Linked DNA regions of Mus musculus: region 2 is linked to region 1. Evidence: chromatin contacts called from public HiChIP or PLAC-seq data. All regions are on one chromosome and are shown on one strand. The core of a region is the stretch at or near the end of the contact, and the rest is flanking DNA. Distances in the headings are between cores, read along the strand shown. Region 1 overlaps Pde4d (phosphodiesterase 4D, cAMP specific). Region 2 overlaps Pde4d (phosphodiesterase 4D, cAMP specific).

Evidence for each region. HiChIP or PLAC-seq counts read pairs in DNA pulled down with a chosen protein or histone mark.
Region 2: an H3K27ac HiChIP or PLAC-seq map of embryonic stem cells shows a contact between it and region 1, with 5 read pairs. The contact joins two enhancer-like sites. A contact is called at or near these places in 1 of 15 datasets of contacts at CTCF or cohesin (the NIH/3T3 cell line), 3 of 115 datasets of contacts at active chromatin or transcription factors (all in embryonic stem cells) and 1 of 9 other capture datasets (adipose tissue).

What each region holds. Positions count from the first base shown.
Region 1 is chr13:109,773,892-109,778,171 of GRCm38.p6, reverse strand. The region is part of intron 7 of Pde4d (phosphodiesterase 4D, cAMP specific); the gene reads right to left. Among named protein-coding and RNA genes, the nearest start is that of Mir1904, 130 kb to the left of the region's middle. Within about 2 kb of position 1,876, at least 125 of the 459 cell types and tissues checked have an H3K27ac peak or open chromatin away from gene starts, as enhancers often do. A contact at or near this core is called in embryonic stem cells, where this site is marked.
Region 2 is chr13:109,597,970-109,602,172 of GRCm38.p6, reverse strand. The region is part of intron 3 of Pde4d (phosphodiesterase 4D, cAMP specific); the gene reads right to left. Among named protein-coding and RNA genes, the nearest start is that of Gm32703, 160 kb to the right of the region's middle. Within about 2 kb of position 2,167, at least 11 of the 459 cell types and tissues checked have an H3K27ac peak or open chromatin away from gene starts, as enhancers often do. A contact at or near this core is called in embryonic stem cells, where this site is marked.

The DNA.
Region 1 (4,280 bases), core at 627-3,126:
GTGTGTGTGTGTTTATAACTCAATTGTCTAAACAAAAGCCTGAGACAGCAATGCAAGCTATGAAGCAAGCAAGGAAGAAAATGGCTTCTTACTAGTCTATTAAATACTTCAGCTAATAAAAGAGCCATGCATACATGTCGTCAGACAAATCTCATTTTCACTAGGAGTCTTTTTATTAGGGAGGCAGGGTGCATAAATTAACTGTTTTAGCTTTAAAAAAAAGTCAGAATACCTAGGCATTCATTATATATATATATATATATATATATATATATAATTGTATATTATATATATATCAAATGTATAAGCAAAGGCCACCAAACAGCCTGTCTATAATCGTGAGCATGTGTAATCTTTATTAAATTTTCATTAAAGTTATTAAGCATGAAGCATCAGCAACATTTCAGGCACACCCAGAAAGAGCCCACTGAGCACTCCTCTGGAGTGACAGGTCCCTTGGCACTAGATTTTCTCTTACTACAGGACAATTTAAAAGGTGATACCAGAAAGCCAGTGATGAGGGGGCGGGGTTTCTCTGAAGATGGCTCGCTCTGCTGTGATCCTTATGCACTTTGCAGTTCATTGTCTCCTCAGCACCCAAGACGCTCTTACACAGGGATCTCATTTCTTGAAGGAAGCCCCACCATATATTATTTTAAATACATGTGAATATATAATATAGTATATTTTAATAAATAATATATCCTACTCTTTTTATCACGTATATGCATGGGACACAGAGACTAAAAAAGATCTAAATAATTACTAGTATCATTACTATCACACAAAAAAACAAAAAAACCCTACAACTTGGCTCCTTTTCTTTAATAAGGTGAAAGTGCTTAAGCAAATGGCCCACATCCTAAGAGAAACCATTGTTCTCTTAAATACCTTGGGTTGGTTGTGCTAACAACTTGTCAAGTAGACCTTCAGTTTTGCTTTATCCTTCAGAACAATGACAGCTGAAGACCGAGTTTCTTCCCGCTGTGTTTTGACTAACTAGCATTTGGATACTTCACTTTTAATCCTCGGGCTTCCTGACTGACAGAATTCTATTCAGAGTAAACATTCTTTTCTTGATGGGATCAAGAGCATCCAGGTTAAAATAGTTCTAAGTGGAATGGCCAGTGTTTTTTCTGGACCAGAACTCTGTGTACATGGCTTTCTGCCTGTCACTTTTCCTGTCCCCTCTACAGGGACAGAGGGAGTGTGTTGTTTTGATATAAGACCTTAGAGACAAAAGCAAAAGCCATTGTTTTAGGCTGGCTATCCCCCTACCTCTAGAATCACTACTAGATGTTATTCAAATAGCTCTAAATATGAAGGCATTTCCAGTGAGATATTGGCCCAAGACATTTTTGTGATTTTTAAGTCCATAATAGTCTAAAGCTACCTGCTACTCAGAAATTAACATTCTTTCATATTCCCTGTGGTGTCTTGTAAGCATACATTTCTTTAAACTTACTATTCTATCTAGTGTTTGCTTGTTTATGGTTGGGGGTCAGGGTTTAAGGCTTGGGCTCAGAGCAAGGATGAGGAGTTATTCCCAGTTCAGCCACAAAGTAGTGTTTTCTCTCAGCAGCCTTGGTTTTTCTCACATTTCCAATAAAGACATCCAAATAGATTTCCTTTGAGGTTTGTTGCTGCATGAAAATTCTCAATTGAATATGATTACATAAAGAAGATGATAATAGTAAACTTAAGAAGCGTAGTGCAGGTGATATTGAGGATGACAAGGTTCTGAGAGGTGGCTGCACTGCAGTTAACTTTCTTAACCTTGGTTTAAAATGAAAGGAACGTTCAAAAGTACTTTCTGTCCCGTCATCATGACTTGGTCCCCACACTCTCAGAGCTTGGGCATTTTTGCCTCTCTGCTGCCCTCTACTGGCCCCACATCCTCTTTGCTTCTGCTACGAGTAACTGGCTCCGGACCTAGGTTATACGTGATACAGGAAGCATTGAAAATGTGTGGGTGTTACCGCCTGGAACAAAAGCATCCCGAGACGTTCGGAGTGAGAAATGACAGAAGGCCACCGCAATCCTCTGTAACCTCCACTCTCCCGTGCCAAAACAGGGGTTAGGAACAAATGGGAAGCGAGGGGACAGAACTGCCCAACGGAATACTTGGGGAGCCACTTATGACCTGATGACCGGCCTTTACCCTTTCTGTAACTTATCTGCTTGCATTCTTGCAACGGTTCTGAGTGGCAGGTACTCATATCTCTGTTCTCTAGTTAGAAATTAAAGCTGGAGAGAATTGGGGTTCACCCTTGCAGGTTTTATCTGAAAGTGTCCCCACTGGCTTTGCAACAAAACAAAACAAACAAATAGACAAAAACTCCTTTCCACCCCTCCCAGGACGTGATCGTAAGGATAGATGAGCCCCAAGCGATGTGTCATCTTTTCTGGGTATCTCAAATCTCAGACAGTCAAGTATCAAGTCTCAACACCAGGATCATCACTGTTCTTGTTGGTAGCTTTTAGGTTTTTCAAGCGTACTTGTTTTTCTAGATTACTGAGAAAAGAGGCCTTTTCCCTGCCCATGTTCCCACCTCGGTTTGCAAAGCTTGGGAAGTAAATGAGACTTTCGTCAGTGGTGTGTGTGTGTGTGTGTGTGTGTGTGTGTGTGTGTGTGTGTGTGTGTTGTCTACAGTGGTCTGTAACAACGCAGCTGCTCTAAGCAGTTAATGACAGCTAATTAGTTTGCCATTCTAGATAAGCCCCAGGTCACAAACTAGTAAGAGGTACAAATGAGGCCTTCTTCACCATAATTGCCTAATTCCAGCAGATAATGATTTCCTCTCAGTGTTATGTAAAAATTGCAGAGACAACCCAGGGACTGCTTCAGTTCTGTGACCTTGAGTGAATAGACTCTCCCTTGAGTTTGGTTTGGGCACCGGCAAAGTGCTGTGGGGGAGGGGAGGTACACTGACCACGGAGAAACCAAGATTGCTTGTTGGTCACGAATCATTCCACCAGTATCCTACATTGTTTTTTTTTTGGGGGGGGGGGAGATGGTCGCCCTACCTACAAGGTAGATACAAGTACCCTCAAGGCAAAAGCATCAGAGAAGAAAAGAACATTGCCTTCTACTCGCCCCCCCCCCACTATGATTTGCCTATTGTGCACGAAGGGGGTGGGGGAAGCTCCTCTCCAGAGGGCTGCACTGTGTGTCTGAGCAAGGGTCTCGGGTTCCATGGAGTTGCGCTCACTAAGAACTCCATGCATGTGCTCACAAAATATGCCCTCAGCACCCCCAGGAAGTAGCACAGAAAAGAGGGACCCATTCCACCCGTCCATCTTTGTTTCGCCCTTTATACTGAATCTGAGTTTCTAAACAAACCAAAACAACAAGAACAGAAAACAAAGAAACAAATAAAGCGAAATGAAACAAAACAAACAAAACAAAACAAAACAAAACAAAACAACAACAAACAATTTGTTCCTTGGAGAATTCATTTTAGTAGGGAGGAATTTCTACTATTATTCTTTTGATGACAATCAAGACCCAAAGTGGTGGACTGTACACATAATAAGCCAGGACCTTGTGACATCATCATAAGCAGATGAGACAGAGAGAACCAATAGCTTAATAGTTATTAAAATGTGACCCCCCCACACACACTTGATGGAATTCTCAAGGAAGAAAACATCCGTTTTTTTCAGAATCATCTGCAATGTGGTGACCACAGATAGAGCCAGCCAGCACATTGGTCAATACATGCTCATTTTTCCATAAAGTATATTCACTGAAAATCATGTAAGGGCCTCCTCTTCCTCTTCCTCCTCCTCGTCCTCCTCCTCCTCGTCCTCCTCCTCCCCCTCTTCCTTCTCATCCTTCCTCCTCCTCCTCCTTCCTCCTCCTTCCTCCTCTTCCTCCTCTTCCTCCTCCTCCTCCCCCCCTTTCCTCAGATTATGGACAGGGGTTTAAAGAAGATACTTGAACCAAAAAATTGGTCTAACTTGGAGAATGTGCTAATTTTCTTCTGGTAGTAATTTTAGAAATCATAGGTTTTCTTTCCAGGCAATTATTTTAATGAATCAATTGAGGTTTCAAGAAACAATTAAATGAGCTCAATTTGGTCGCAAGTTCAGCAAAATGAGATCATCCTCTGGCTTGGGTTCAGTTGAGGTCAACTCTCCTATCGAACACGGACTAATAGGATAGGGATCGTTTTCTTTTTATGTTCTTTACTTCCGCTGTATTTTCGCCCCAATATCTGTGGGAACTTTTCCTGTGTGTGTGTGAGTGTTAGTATAAGCATGCATGTGAGTGTGTA
Region 2 (4,203 bases), core at 918-3,417, 180 kb after region 1:
TACTGTCCTGAAATCGTTCAGGGTTTCCCTGGCTTTGTCTCTGTCTCCTGAACGCCATTTGCGTACAGCTCTGCTGACGTTTCTCTTACAGCAGTGGTGCTCAACTTTCCTAATACTGCAGCCCTTGAATGCAGTCCCTCATGTTGTGTTGACCCCCAACCATAAAATTATTTTTGTTGCTACCTCATAATTGTAATCCTGCTACTGTTAGGAATTGTAATGTAAATATCAGCTTTTTCTAATGGGCTTAGGTGACCCCAGTGAAACACCCAAAGGGATCATGATGTTCGTGTTGAAAACTGCTATCTGATAGAGAACAATTTCTCTGCTGGACTCCACAGAGAAACCTCTGAGCATCGGGGACTCTGTTTAACCCATTCTCAACACACTTGTCTGTCAGGAAACCTGGAAATTAAAGAAGCAGATTACCGACGTGTTCTAGCAAGAAGTTACTTTGGACAAAGTTCCAGACCTTTCTGCCAAAGGTAAGAGCCCTCACAGGACTTGTTCTACAAACCACCCACATGTCAAAGAGACTGTTCTGGATGCTACTGAGGCAAAGGAAACTTCATATGTGCAGGGGAACACTCTAGGCCATAAGAATCCCAAGAGAGAGGCACTGCACTATAGGAGACAGCTATACTCTGAAAGCTATGCACAGAGAACTAACTTTCTCAGGTTAGACTGAGTAAGGAGTCCCTAAGGAGACTCCAAGGACGCAGTGACTTGTGTGTGTCCTGGCTGTTTTACAGCAGTGTCCTGCTTGCTAGTACGAAGCCTGGTAGGGAGGAGACACAACCTCACAACAAACATCTTTCCCCTGGCCCTCTCTTCTACAGTGACTGTGAGCATTAGGTATGGGAATTCTATTGTACAGAACCCTCATCCCTGAGGACTAACTTGCATGGTGCCTTTGGGTGATGAGTACTACTCATAAGTCCTCCGAGGAAGCGAGCTGAGGCAAAGTAGAGTAATCTAATATCTGAACAGTCTACACTGCTAATGACAACCACCAGCACAACGTCACCTGGGTGTGCTGGTCTAAGTAGAAAGGTTGCATCTGCTCCTTTTAAGCTCAGTAGGAATTATTGAACATTCTTTCTCCCAAATCGTGCTGGTCTAGTACAGTGCTGGTTTACTAAGATTCATGCCTTCAGGAGGTCTCAGTAGTTAACTATTTTTTTCCAGGACCAGGCATGAATTCCTTTTCCTTGCATGGGCCTTAAGTCCAATTAAAGTTGGTTAGTGCCAAGGTGTGTATGCCACTACTGTACCCGTGGGCGATCACGCTATGGTGGCGCTTGCTTTGGTTCAGAGATGCCAGAGCTGAGTAGGACTATCAATTGTTCCTCATTGGTCGAATATTTTCCTGATATGTATGAGGTCCTAAATTTAATCCCCAGTACAACAGCCATAAAAAACATTCTCCGTCTTTTTACCTGAAGATACCAGGTTTATCTACCCACATCAACAGCTTCTTGTGAAATAACACGCCTTTCCTTAGCTCACTCTTTTACTAATTAAATAACCACTGAGTAGCTCTTTCCTGTACTTGCTCCTTAAATAAAGGATTCAAAGTAAATCAAATACAATATCTATATTGAACAATTTTATGGTAGGATAAGAAAGAGCAGGAGAGCCCGGTGTGTTGGCACACGCCTTTGATCCCAGCACTCGGGAGGCAGAAGCAGGCGGATTTTTGAGTTTGAGGCCAGTCTGGTCTACAAAGTGAGTTCCAGGACAGCCAGGGCTATACAGAGAAACCCTATCTCAAAAAAAAAAACCAAAAAACAAACAAACAAACAAAAAACCAAACAAACAAAAAAAGCAAGCAGGAGACTGATTATCCTTCTGTGACAGACTTTTATAGGACAGTGAAAATACAGGACTTTGTCAATTCCTCAAGGGTCATTTTTAAAGGGCATATAAAATATTTTCAAGAGATACTAAAATAGTGCATACTTTGTACTAAATGAGACATCTTTCTTTTGTTTTCTTCATTTCTAAATACCTCTTTTGTTACTCAGTTTTTGGTCACTAATAAAAGATACTTTGTATTCTATTGCTTGGCAGCCATTGCATTTCACCGGATTGAAGAGCCCGCCTTTCAAATTCAGAACAGAGGGTGGAGACTGAAAGGTCATGGGAAGGATTGCCTTAGGGCAAGGTGGGCACACTGGGCTGGGACAGAGCTGTTCGCAGAGCTGAACCAAGGCTTCTCACAAGGCTCACACAGAGCACATGATGGAACCCTAGCTGAGCTGCCTCAGGGTTTCTCACTTGGCAAGCACAAGACATTGAAGAGCTCTGCCTCTTCCCCAGTTCCTGTCAGGAATTGATCCATGGAGAAAGGTTAATGTTTAACCTGAACTTGGGCAATACAATGAGTTTGTTACTTTATAATAACAAATTTTGGCTTGAATGACGACAAGAATCACATGCCAACTGAGGATAGAGGGAAAAGTACGAGCTCATTTTCTTCAAAGATTAAATTACCACATTCCTTCGGAAAATGTGACAGCCCATATTCTAAACTCAAGAATTCATAATGTATCCCAAGAATGCTCCATGAATATAACTCTTTGGCATCCTATGACTATAGGTAAGTTTCTATACATCTAAAGGCAAGCTTCAGATAATAGCATATTTAGTCATGGCTTTCCTTACTCTGCTTCAGATGAAAATGCTCTATATTTTGTCATGGCTAATGGTGTAATGTTTGAATACAAAACTTAATTAAATTTAAACTTGTCTGATTTATGTTACAATATTCAGAACAAAATTATTTACCTTGTAAGTTGCCACCCCCATCCCCCACCCCCCCAGAGTTGGAGAGAACACTAGTCTACAGCAACATCTTATTATTCAGCATGTAGATTTACTAATGGGCTTTTACAAACACTCAGATCTTATCTTTACATAGAATGAAGGACTTGAGTGTCCCATGTCTCTCCAGACAGCAACTTTGAGTGGCCCAATGAATTGCCATGGTTGTCTTTTTGGTAGTTCTCCTTATTTGTACCTTATTTGTTTGGGGGCAACCTCCTAACAACCACATCCCCTCCCTTCCTCCCACAATCCCCATGTACATTGCTGCCTAGATAAAAATCATTATGATCCAGGCAACAGATTCTCACATATGTGACATGTAGTTAAAAATGAAAGTCAAACAGAATTGAGAAAGATACGTTTTGACATCCCTTTAAGGTGACACCACTTTTAAGATCTGCACTGATTTGACAGGGATTGATAATTTTCAAGTCTTAGTTCCTCGTGAATAAAATAGAAATATCATCAACTTCCTATTGAAACCAATGTGCACAGAAGTGCCTCTCTTTTGATCTATAAATATCCCTGTATATACATGTGTACAGGTGGTCACAATCTAATTAAGTGCAATCCATCACCCAGATACTTATATGATAGTTTAGAAATCAATCATATATTGCATAGTGGTACAAATGACAAGATCTTACAGTGAAAGATGTTTTCAAAGCTGCATTTTAAGTTCCCCATGAATATACTGCCAACAACAGAAGTTGAACACACTTTCTAAGTCCTCATGGAATGTCATTTATATTACTCTTCATAGTGAAGACCCTCCTGCAACTTAGGTTTTGTGGATCTAACTGGCAGAAGACTGAATCTCAGAGAGAGTAGGTACTTTGGTCAGGGAAAACAAGGTGATAGATTCATTTAGGCCTTGGGACCGTACTCCCTCCATTAGTCAAGCAATTCTGAATCTTCAATCTAATGGAATTTGCCTAGCTTTGAGATTCATCGAGGCAGAGAGAAAACAGTGAAGCATTTGGGTAGAATGAGAAGAGAGAGAAGAGGGGCATTTTTGGAGACAGATGTCACATCAAGGCACAGACATGGAAACACAGAGGCATGTTGGTGAGACAGTCACAAAGCAAGCTGTCGAGAATGACAAGAAACAGGCCGGCTACTGTGGAGTTATGACTAACATTTAGGGAAATGGTCAATCTCTGCAGGCAGAAGCAATCATTGAGGAGGAGGAGGACATTGCATCTGTTAGGGCAAGGGATGGTGAGGATAGTGGGGATGAAGAGCTGGACAAACATGAGATGCTCAGAGAAATGTTCACAGGACAACTGGATGTGGACTGGCTAGGACAGGCCAGTGAAGGCAAGGTAGGCACAATGACATCATTAAGACTTCAGTTTGGGAAAATGGAAAGAC